2 separate regions of the Gossypium hirsutum genome follow, and region 1 is linked to region 2. A link is a contact called in public Hi-C data. All regions are on one chromosome and are shown on one strand. The core of a region is the stretch at or near the end of the contact, and the rest is flanking DNA. Distances in the headings are between cores, read along the strand shown.

Region 1 (6,077 bases), core at 2,304-4,803, 170 kb after region 2:
CTAGCCATAAAACAAATGAGCAAAGCTGTAGATAAAGAGGTAAGCTTGCTGCAAAGGATTAATCATTTCAATCTAATAAGCCTTCGTGGGGCTTGTGAGCACTCTGGTGTCTTTTACCTTGTTTATGAGTTCATGGAGAATGGTTCTTTAAAAGAATGGCTTCAAAACAAGAGTTGCCAGAAATTCCAGGTATGGGGTTATAGAATTCATATTGCTTTAGATGTTGCTAATGGGCTTCATTATCTTCACAACTTCACCACTCCAGCATATGTGCATAAAGATATTTGTAGTGACAACGTGCTGCTTGATCGAGATTTGAGGGCCAAGATTTCAAACTTCAGTCTAGCTCGATCAGCAGAAAGAGAAGATAGCAGAAAATCATCGATGTGGAGTTCTCTCGGAACAAAGGGTTACAAGGCACCTGAATACATTGAGTATGGCTTGGTGACACCTGAGATGGATATATATGCCTTTGGGGTTCTTCTGCTGGAACTGATTACAGGAAAGCCAGCAATTTTTATGCAGGATGAAAAGGAAGTACTATTATCAGAAAGAATACTAACAATCATGAAAGCAGAGAATGCAGATGCTGAAATTGATCGCATAATCGATCCTAACCTGAAAGGACACCTCTGGATGAAACTTGCACGCCAGATGTTGAAATTGAGCATTGACTGCTTGGCAGAAGAACCGGAAAGCAGACTGAGCATGGCTGAAGTAGTTTCATATCTGTTGAGAATTCAACTGGATGCACAGCGATCAGAAGAACCCTTTCCATCGGAATGGCGTTAAAAGCATGGATAAATAAAATTAATATTTTCAGTAATGCACAATTCTTCGTAAATTGTATGCATGTAAAATGTATCTGTTGCTTTTCTCCATGAACATAAATAAGACAAGCCAAAAATCTTAAAAAAATGAAAACCAAGCAAAATATGTACAATAGATCAATCCCGGTTTTGCAAAACAAACTTGAACATTGGTTTTTTTTTCATGAAAACTACCATTGGACTGATGACTTGAGCAATTTATGTTTCTATCCTGGAAGACCAAGAGCCTTCCAGTATCTAAAAGGATGAGTAAATAAGAACAGAACAGCTAAAGACGATTTCTACCATGCTTGGCCAGTCAGAGGATGCTCCTGGAGCAGGCCCTCGCCTAATACCGCCAAGCTTAGAGCACCATTGATGGGATAAAAGTTCTCTATGTTTGGATCAATCCATTTTCTCTTCTCCTTTCCTTCAGTTTCTAAGACTTCCATTAGATTCTCCAACAACATGAAAGTCTCATCATTTCCTTTTGTTGCCATGGCTCAGTAAAATCCCAAAAGCAACTCTAACAATGTTTACCTACAAAGTCCCAAGCTAAAATTTTCTGGCCTTATTTGCTGAGCCAATCTTACCTATCAAATTGCATTTCAGAATTTGATTCAACAAGTTAATATTTGCAAATTGCAATTCAGATATAACACAAGACAAAAATTAAGATTCCTGAAAGACTGCAGGAAAAAAGAAGGTTGCCACAATAAAGTCTAAATACTTTGATTTTGTAGAAGGCAAACAACTCTATGCAGGGGCAATAACACTGTTGGAATAAACACTATAAACTCTAGTGAGATCTTCAGAGCTAACTGTCCATACATGACCGCGCAATGCCAGTGGAAGGACTCCATCAGTCTCCTCATACCTCTCTTCTACAATAACAGCCTCTTTTCGCCTGCCTTCTTGCCAAAGACTCTTCACGAGCAAGTCTTTTGTGGCAGCATCAGGCATTAAATTTGAATTTCTCATGTCTACAAAAACTCTATATGCAAGTGCAGCTCTTTGACACTTGCAATAAGCTTGGATTAACAACTTAAACATATAGGCATCTGGTTCCATACCACTCTGTCTAATCATCGAAAAGAGCTGCTGAACAGTTTTGATATCCCCCTGTAGTGCAAAGTGATATATCAACCCAGAAAATGTCTGGATATCTGGGCAAATACCATTTAGAATCATCTCATCAAGTATATCCAGGGCATCTGTATTCCTACGACACTTTGTTAATGCCCTCAAGAGAGAAGAATATAAAAGCATTAGATTGAACCTTGATATGTGACCACAGAGAGTTCTATCATTGCGGAAGACCTTCAAGGCAGCATCAGCATTCTTTGAAATGCCATAGAATTCAACAAGCAACCTGATGGTGCTGAAAGGCAATATCATTTGCTCCCTCCTTACTTTATTTATAAGTTTATCTACTAATTCAACATTTCCATGGCGTGCCAGTAGAGTCATCATTCTTTGCACTGTGTAAATGTCATGACTGAATCCTGGCTGAGAAGCTACCCAACAGAAGAAATTCCAAGCTGTCTCAGGTGAAGTGAAATTCCTCAGAACTTTGCAAACCAACCTACTAGTCCACACAAATTTAGCATCTTCTAATATAGTTACCACTTCAGGACTCCATTGTTTTAAGGCATTTGCCAAAGCTTTTGGATCCAACCATGGTTTCAGTTTGACCGTATGAACATCAACTCCCTCATTTACATCATCGTCACCATCCTCATCCTCATCCTCGTCACTACTATCCTCACAAGAACCTACACTCTTGATCCTTCCATCAGGCAACATTTCTACAAGAAACTCATCCGTCTCACCAGCAAACCCTGCCTCCTTCATTCGTTCCAAATATATTCGCATTGCCCGTCCAGGAAGTTTCCCATCCTCCCTCATTTCTTTAAGCAAACTTTTCACCACATCAAACCGTTCTCCACCAACAAACCCTTCAACCAAAATCAGAAACTGTTTCAAAGTCCTCTTTATTCTCATTGAAGGCAACACAGTGAACACTTCCATAGCGGCATCCAACTTCCCTAACCTTACAAGATGCTCTATCAAAATCGTGTAAGTCCTGGAATTTGGAATCACTCCTTGATCAATCATACCTCGAAAAGCTTCCACGGCTTCAAAATTCATATCCTTTTTAGCATAAAGCCCCATGACAATGTTGTGAGCCTCTGTTGATAGGCGATTTTCCTCATTCCTATACTCTTCCCATGTTTCCAAAACTTTTTGAAGGTCCCCAGCAGTAGAATACCAAAACAAAAGGTTCATGAAACTGGCTTTAACATTGTTAAATTTTCTATCTTTAGCGTCACCGATCAGGGCCTTGAGTTCCACCTTTCGCTTGAACTTAGCAAGAACAGTAGCAAAAGCAAAAATAGTATTCTGTGAATGCGCAAAGTTTGGAACTTGCTTAAGGTTTTCAAAGAAAGAAATGGCAGAGTCCGCTGAAGGAGCAGAACGAAAAGCGTTAGCAACAACGAAGGAGTCAAGGAGTCGAGTTTGGAGAAGAGGGTTGAGTGAGTTAGGAGAGTTGGAACGGAGAGCGAGTCGGATTGAGTCAATGAGCTTGGCTCGGTGAAGGTAATGAGTAAGTTTGTTGGGGAATGGGTCGCGTGCAAAGGAGCGAACTTGTTGGTTTAGGAGGCTAAACAGGTTTTTAGAAGGCGAGAATCGTTCAAAAATCATTGCAATTTTATCAAAATGGAAAGACTGGGAAATAATCATCAAGCTAGCTTTGGGTCATGGTTTTTTGCGATGACAAAAACACGAACAGTTGGTCTGCATGCGAGATCTTTGACAAATCATGTCTTCAACGGCTGGATCGCGCCCTTTGAATTATTACGGGTCTAACTCTGAGGTCGCATCTGCCATTTGCCATGGCTTGTGATAAGGGTTAAAAGGTCGAAACTTGGGAATTCTGACCCAAATTTGAAATCACAACCAAATTAAATTAACAATTCAACATATATAACAGACTTTATAAAATTATCAAAATATGCCGATTTTTAGACACTTCTAGTTGGAAGTGTTTTTAGGTGAAATGTAGAAAAACGTTTCCAGCTAAAATCGCTTTCTGCCATGTTACTAGTAAAATGCTTCCAGCCGAAAGCGTTTATAAAAAATGCTTCTAGTTAGACGCATTTTTCACCCAATGACTAATTTTAAAGGAGCGGACGAACTCAGTTGGGGGTCCGCCGTGTTTGTGATATTGTACCGAGATATGTGTCGGGTGAAACAATCACGAAAAATCAAAATTGGTAGTTACATTTTACTATTGCAATCATGAGCGTGGTACTGATTTCCATTTTTGTGTCCTCGAGTGAACTACCCGTATACATTCCCACTCATAACAATGTAAAATTCATTAGATATTACCAAAATAAAATTGAATAAAATTAAAATTAAAATTATTGTGCTAACAAGTTTTTTAAATAGATGGAACCGTTGGCTAAGTCCATAGGATTACCTACTAAGCTTCAAGATATACGGCTTCTATTAGACCAACGACCAGAAGATGAGGTATCTATTTATTTAAATTCGAACTATATAATATTAACGTAGTGGATTTTGTATTTAGTAGTATATATATAACTAATGTTTTTTTATCCATTGGTAGTGTACACTACCGTCGAGATGCACAAGACCAATAAAGCATTGCGGTAGTTCGGATTCCGGCAGTTGATTCACGTGGCTCCTCAAGACCTTGATTATTTGCATCCTATCAACTTGCGGCGGTCAGATGAGAATTGGTCGGTATTTCACTCCTAACATATCAACATGTGAAATAATCGGTATGATTTCTTACCTACTAGTGAACCTATTGTCGCTCCGGAGTTAGCATGTGATCCAAAGTACATGTAACACCCTAAACCCGGCCTAGACGTCTAGACCAAATTTGGAGAGTTACATCATCAATACTAAAAATACCACAATTATAACGCAGTCAAAATAAGTCATTCATCACATAATATCCATCACAACAATTAACTAAGCATAAAATCTTCACAAATACCATAACATCATAAAATACTAAAATTCCTAGTAGTAATACTTAAAAGAAAAATAAAAGCTTGACCGAGCTCTCGCAGCGCCGACCCGTTCAAGTCTGTGAACCACCTACAATTCAATTAGAAAATAATGAGTTGTGAACTCAGTACATAAAAGAGGTTCATTCATGTGTAATACAATTGAAAGAGCATTCTCAAATTCCTGAGATTTGATTAAGCAACAAAAGTCATTCCAGTTCAGATACAAAACAATTCAATTACAGAAGCAGAAGCAGTCTCAGTTTCATTTACAGAACAGATCAATTTCATATGCAAGTTTTTCTACACCTAACCTCTATACACCATTTTCAGCCATCCCAACACACTATTAGGGTGTTCAATGCCTATCCAACCCTATACACCATAGAGTGTCTATCTGACACGTTTACAAAGTCGCAACTTAGCTGCTAAACCAGTATGCGCCAAAGCGCCAGATTCAGAGTTACCCGCACTGTGGCTTAGCCACTAGTTCGGATCAAAGTGCTTTCTTCTACACAGAATCTCAACCCATACATATGCATTATACAATATCCACTTTTATAGAATACAGTTCAATATCAGCTATAGCTATCACAGTACATATATATAGTTATGTTATACATATGTCAATCATAGAGCATCAAAGATCCCTCATACAATCAAACTCAGATCATTCAAACATCGAGGAGATCAAGATTTGTAACACTTCTTACCCGTACCCGAGGTCGAGATAGGATACGAGGCGTTACTGAACACATATACAGTCATTCATGCAAAAACCGGGCTATAAAATTTTTTCTTCAAAACAACTTCATTCATACATACACAGTTTGTCCCTGATACGGGCCTACAAGGCCCAAAACAACCATCAAAAAAGATTCGGGACTAAATCAAAAAATTTAAAAAGGTTTGAGAAAATTTTCCTAATATAGAGCCACACGTCCGTGTGAGACAGGGGACACACCCGTGTGCTCTCGACACGCCTGTGTCTTCCGGTCGTGTAACTCTCTAACTATGATGTCAGCACCAGTTTAGGGTCACACGGCTGTATCACACGCCCGTGTAGCCAGACCATATGGTCAATTAAAAATAAATGAATTTTTCATAAACTGGTGCAGACTTCACACAGCCAGAGTACACGCCCATATGGGTAGGTCGTGTCTCTCACACGGCCAAGACACACGCCCATGTCTTAGCCCGTGTGTTTACTACTGGCATACTG
Region 2 (6,170 bases), core at 2,481-4,980:
CAGCGCTCAATCTCATTCAATCTTTAAGAAAGCTAAAGAATTTTGCAACAAAAATGAAGGGGATTTAGGGGGAAAATAAAATAAGACATGGATTGAGTAAACAAGCAAACCTTTGTGTAAACGCAACTCGCCCGCAGTTTGCTTTCTCCTGACGGCTTCATCCTTTGCATTTTCAGCAGTTTCTCTCTGCTTTTCTTTTACTTTAAACAATCGAATCATAGCTCCTGGCTCCTGCTAATAGGTGTTAAAAACTTTTAAAAGAAGCCATTAATCAGAATTTAGTAATGGAATCAAAATAATATCAATCAAAATCAGGGGTCCAAATAGCGGTGGCGCAGCGATATAAACAAAGTTCAAATCAATCGCAGTGAATGGCTGCCGCAAATAACAATGTAACAGAAAATAGCGGCGATAAGGATCCCCTATTCCCGCTTAACCGATAGCTTTAAAAAGAAATTTGAATAAAATTTTATATTAAATTTTTAATATTTTAAAAATACATATATTTTTTTAGTATTATATCAATGTTATTGGGAGCATGTTTATTTGACTCAAGCTCTCTATTTAATCTCTCAAGTAAGCTTTCTTAATCTATCATTGTGCACATGCTCTTTTTTATTTTGTATCAAAGTTTTTTAGAATAGTCAATCACTCAACAATAGTGATTAACTTAAAAGAGAATGATGACATATTAAGATATTTGTGGGCTTTCGTCATAAATATTAAGAATTCGTAAAATAATGTTAATATTTAGATTTCCACTATACTTTTTGTTTTATTTTATTTTTTGCAAATTAAGATATTAGTTTACAGACAAATAATTCGTCTTGAGATAGTATAAAAATATTTGGAATAACCAAAAGTATTATTTAACTGATTAATTAATTGAAATAACATTTTTTGTAATTATTTAAATAATTAAAAAATATTCAAATTTATCACCTAAACAAATCTAGCAATTATAAATTGTGTTTGATTGTATTATAAAACAATTATAGTAAGTAGTATTCTTCTAAAAGATAATATAATCTCATTTTCAAACTCTACTAAATGCGATTGATAAAATTTTAATATTTTAAAATTTTTAGATATAAATCTCAAAATTATATATGAACTTTGATTTAATTAAGAACAATACTTTTTTTTATTCATTTAACTGAGAATTTTGGTTGGGAAGAACATAACCCATGGTTTTAGGAGACAAAGTCAAGAGGCTTAAAGGGTGGGTGGGTTAGCAGTGGGAAAGGGATGGTGGGAGAGAGGGAAAGAATTAGAGTAAGGGGGAGGGATGGTGGGGAAGAGGGAGAGGGATGGGAGAGTGATGATAGGGGGAGGGAGACGAGAGAAGAGGATGAGAGAATGATGGAAAATGGCCGCTCCCTTTACATCTGTAATGAAAAATGGTTAGTGGTGATTGATTTTTTATTTTTCGAAAATTTAGTGATTGAGTTAAAAGTTGAATAACTGTTTTATCATTAAAATCAAAATTAGTAACTGTTGGTATTCTTTACTCTTTACTTAATTATTTGCACACTTAAAAAAACATTTGAGTCTTTAGTTCATACTTGTGTAAAATGGTCTTCTTTTTCATCTTCCATCATTGACTTTTTATATTTCTCGCACAGGCTCTTTTAAAGATTTCACGGTGATTAGCTTATATAATATTTTATTTTTAACTTGGTTACAATGTTAATGGGAATGATAAATAGATCTTTATAACATTTTTATTTTTTTTAACCAACCTAAATGTATTTTTATAAGAGTTGGTGTAGAATTGTTAGCACTATTAAAATTCTTTTATTGTGTAAAATTGTTAGTGCCATTATATTTCTCGCACAGGCTCTTATAAAGAATTGTTAGCATTCTAATTAAAGTGTTAACAAATGGATCTAAAATTTATAAATTCGAAAAGTAGAAAGACTAAATTTTTTAAAATAAAAATATAGAGATTAAATTTTAAATATACGAAGATTACAAAATTTTTGAACAAATTGTAACCTTTAAATTTTTACATTATAATTTAATTAAAAAATAAATAATTAACTCAACTTGTTCTTTTTATCACTATCAAGATATCTGTTTTTAGTCAAAACTTGACCACAGTGTTTTACATTATTTAAAAATATTGCATTTCTATATATGCCATTTTTATCCCTTAAATTGAAAGAAATCTAAATTCATAATTCTCGTAAGTGATTAGGGGATAAAATATTTTCAGGAACAAACAAATTATAATAATTTTTGTCTATATTTTCAGTCATTTTTTTATGTCTTACAATAAATTCATAAAAATAATTTTTATCACTATAGTTTTTTTTTATCTTTGATTAATTTGGTGTTTATTTTTATGAACCAACAAAATACTTATAATTTGATATAGAATAAATTGTCCATTTTTATCATCAATCAAACTAGATCAATAATCAATGTTCCTTTTTTTCATTAGTTGTTTAAAAGTTAAATCCTTCTTAAACGTGGGCAGAATTAATAGTTATAATAATTTCTATACTAAAATAGGACGGTTTGGATTGGATTTGATTTAATAGGGTGGAATTAGGGGGGAAAAATGGTTTGAGGTGGATTAGGTAAATTTAGAAAATAGTCGGGCTCAAGTTTAGTGTAAACCCACCTCGCTTTGCCTGGAGTATTTACAAAATTACCTCTCGTTATATTAATTATTTAGATTTAACCCCTAATTGTTTTAATTCTAAAACTCTCCAAGACTACTTTCTAAACTAATATCTTTAAATTTTTTATATAAAAAATGGTGTGAAAATGGGATTGGAGTTGGATAGTCAAAATGGAACTTTGGATCAAAATTGGACCTATCCCCTTGCTATCCCTAATTACTTCTATAAAAAGTATTTTTGTTATTAACGAAAGAATAAAACCTACAAACTAAGTATAGCTATCATTTTTTTTTATAAATGATATATTTTTTAAAAATATTATTTCTATCAAATTAAATTCTAATATTTTATTTTATTCTTTTGGTGTTTATGACACAAAATTAATTTTTAAATCACAATATTTTCTAAAATAAATTGTCAAATTAAATTTTAGGTTTAATTCTAAAATTCATCCTCAACATTTTGTGGTTTTTTCACTTCAGCCCTTAACATTTTTTTATTTCAATCTCACTCACAATTAAGGGTGAGCGTTCGATCGAATCAAGTGAAAAAATTTCAAATTAATCGAGTTGACGAGTCCTATTTTATCATCCTAACTCGATTTGAATTTTTTTTAAATCGAGACAAGTGAAATGAGATTCGAGTCAAGTCGAATCGAGTGAAATTGTTCGAGTTAAATTAAAAAATTAAACATGCCAAATTAAAATCTTGTTATAGTATAACTAATTTTATGCTAGAGCACATAAATTTTAAACCATATATATTTGAAAACTTTTTAAAAGCAAAATAATAATAATACTTTAATATGATAAACTAGAATACTTATTTAGATCCCAATATTATTATTCTATAATTTTTTTATTTTTAAATTTTTTTATATATATATTTTAGAATTTTTTTTAGAAATTTTATAATTTTTTAAAAATATAAATTTTGAAACCTTTATAAATATTTTAAATTTTAAAAATTATTTTATAATTTTTATTGAAAAAGATACTAATTTACCTATTTTTAAACTTAGCACGTCGAAAAGTTATGAATTTTGAATGTTTCCAAGTCTAGAAGTGATGTTTTTTTTTTGTGGAATATAGGGCCACATTGAGCGAAGTAGTATCTTTGAAGGTTCCGCCTTGTGTCCGGGCACTTGGCTTTGGTCCTAAAGCTTTCTAATTCAATTTTCTTTCTTTGACTTTTCTCATCATTCCTACAATCAAACCCTGCTCTCCTCTCACCCTTCGCACACCTTACGGTTGTTGGAAAGAATATAAGTAATAAAGCACACTTTTGACTTCATTCTTCTTATCTTTCCCCCTCTCTCACAATTATTTTCTCTCATTTTCCTTTCTTTTCTCCTCTCGAAATCCTTATCTAATGCTATTGGGTGCCTCCTTGAGTTCACTGGATCGTAGCAGCTTCGTTTTTTTTCGAGCTCTATTATCTGCTAAGGATTTCAAGAGAGAAGAAATCAGGAATCGAGAAACCATCAATTCTTAAGACTTTCCACTTCAAATTCAGGTAATTTTAGCTCATCCATTTCTGCGATTACATACGAGAGATTTAATATTTTAACCTTTGGGGATAATTATTTTGATTTTGTTCTCATCTCGATCTAATTGGTCTCCACACTTGGAAACTATCTCTGGGTTTTTATAATCTTACCCCCAAGCTTTCCCCCTTTATTTTTTTTGGTTAATTTGCTGTACTTTCAATAAAGAATTAGCTGTATTTGTTGGATTTATGAAAAGTTTTCATTGGAGAAGGGCATAGGAGACCACTTGATTACTGGGTTTTCACTTAAATTTGAAGTTTCTTCAGCACTGTAAACCTAGTTACTACAGTGTTTCTGGGTTTGTTGATCAGTTATGATGGGGTGCAAATCTAGCAAAACGAAAGGAGGTGTTGTAGAAGTATCTTCTCAAGGCAGGACTGATTCTGGGATTGAATCAGACTTGAGCTCCTACGAGGCTGCTTGTAGAAATGATTCGACTTTGCAGCAATTTGATGCGACCCTCCATCAACGCACCAACGATGTCATTGGCACACTGGCTGCTAATATGGGTGTTCAAGCTTTATCTTTTGACTCACTCAAAGAGGTCACTGGATGTGTTTTTGAAACCAACCAAGAAGTGGTGAAAATCATCTTAGAATGTCAGAGAGATATATGGAACAATCCAGACTTGTTTTCTTTGGTTGAGGAATACTTCGACAACACTAAAAAGACTTTAGAATTCTGCACTGCTCTTCAGAATTGCCTCAAGCGTGCTCGAAACAACCAGTTAATCATTCAGTTGGCTGTTAAGAATTTCGAGGAAGAGGTGGGTTTACAAGTCGGGGATGATGAGAGGAAATTTGTGAAGACCTTAGAAGAACTAAGGAAATTTAAAGCAGCTGAGGAGCCATTCACTAAGGAGTTCTTTATACTGTTTGATTCGGTCCGTAGGCAGCAGGAATTAATGCTACGGAAATTGCAATCTCGGAAGAGAAAGCTCGATAAGAAAATGAAATCTCTGAAAACATGGAGGAGGGTGTCGAATGTATTGTTTGTAGCCACTTTTGTTTCAGTATTGATTTTCTCCGTGGTGGCAGCAGCCATAGCTGCACCGCCTGTTGTCACAGCTTTGGCGGGTGCAATGGCGGTTCCTATTGGTTCGGTCGGAAAATGGTGCAACTGGCTTTGGAAGCGCTATGAGAACGAGATGCAAGGGCAGAAGGAGTTAATAATCGGAATGGAGATCGGTTCCTGCATTACAATCTATGACATGGAAAACATAAAAGTGCTGATTAGCCGGTTGGAAATTGAGATGGAATCTTTATTGCATAATGCTGATTTTGCAGTTAGAGAAGAAGATGCAGTGAAGCTTGCAATCAATGAGATCAAGGGAAAATTAGAAGCATTTATGAAAACCATTGAGGAATTGGGTCAACAGGCCGAAAATTGTAGCCGTGATATTAGGATGGCGAGGACGGTAGTTTTGCAGAAGATGATGAAACGTTCTGGGAATTCATCAACGGGTGACAGCCCGTGGGAAGTGTAGCAATGAGGTAAATTTCAGTGTGTTAATGTTGTAATAATTTTATGCTGTATTCAAGGTAATGAAATTGCTCCACTGGATTTGATCTTATACGTATAACAGTTACATTGTTCAATTTTAGACTATTTTCTTGTGTAGAAACAAATCTTTCTTGATTGTGTGACCAAGGTTGGCAAAGGGAGGTCGAAAATAATTGCACAATTTCCACCTACAAATTTATATCAAATATCATACTTTATTTTATTAGGAATTCAATCAACCCAATTTTAAAATAAAATAAGATTAATTACTTATTTTATAATTAGGATCAAATTTAGATAATTTGTAAATATTGAGAGTTAAATTTTTGTTTTAATCATCAAATTGATTGAATATATAATTATTGAGAGTTAAATATGTTATTATTTCAATTTTAAAATTTTCATGTCAATAATCTTCTTTAAACTTAGCGACATTGAATATGATAAGCCTGCTATCCTAGCACGAAATAGTCTGCCTTCTCTGGCAC

The links. A called contact is a pair of places that touch in the nucleus more often than the background predicts.
Region 1: a Hi-C map of leaf shows a contact between it and region 2, with 2.3 times the contacts expected there. The contact joins the promoter of LOC121211341 here to the promoter of LOC107926583 in region 2. A contact is called at or near these places in 2 of 34 Hi-C or Micro-C datasets (both in leaf).

Annotation. Positions count from the first base shown.
Region 1 is chrA12:16,601,880-16,607,956 of Gossypium_hirsutum_v2.1, forward strand. It overlaps LOC121211341 (pentatricopeptide repeat-containing protein At5g66631), which reads right to left and starts at 3,554. Exons shown (of 3, transcript XM_041084055.1): 1 at 619-3,554; 2 at 118-492. The coding sequence starts at 3,554. The coding sequence ends at 1,566. LOC107920464 (lysM domain receptor-like kinase 4) reads left to right here. Exons shown (of 1, transcript XM_016850196.1): 1 at 1-792. The coding sequence ends at 792.
Region 2 is chrA12:16,430,884-16,437,053 of Gossypium_hirsutum_v2.1, forward strand. It overlaps LOC107926583 (UPF0496 protein At2g18630), which reads left to right and starts at 3,731. Exons shown (of 2, transcript XM_041084046.1): 1 at 3,731-4,145; 2 at 4,491-5,752. The coding sequence starts at 4,493. The coding sequence ends at 5,665. LOC107926601 (NEDD8-conjugating enzyme Ubc12) reads right to left here and starts at 533. Exons shown (of 6, transcript XM_016857499.2): 1 at 111-533. The coding sequence starts at 219.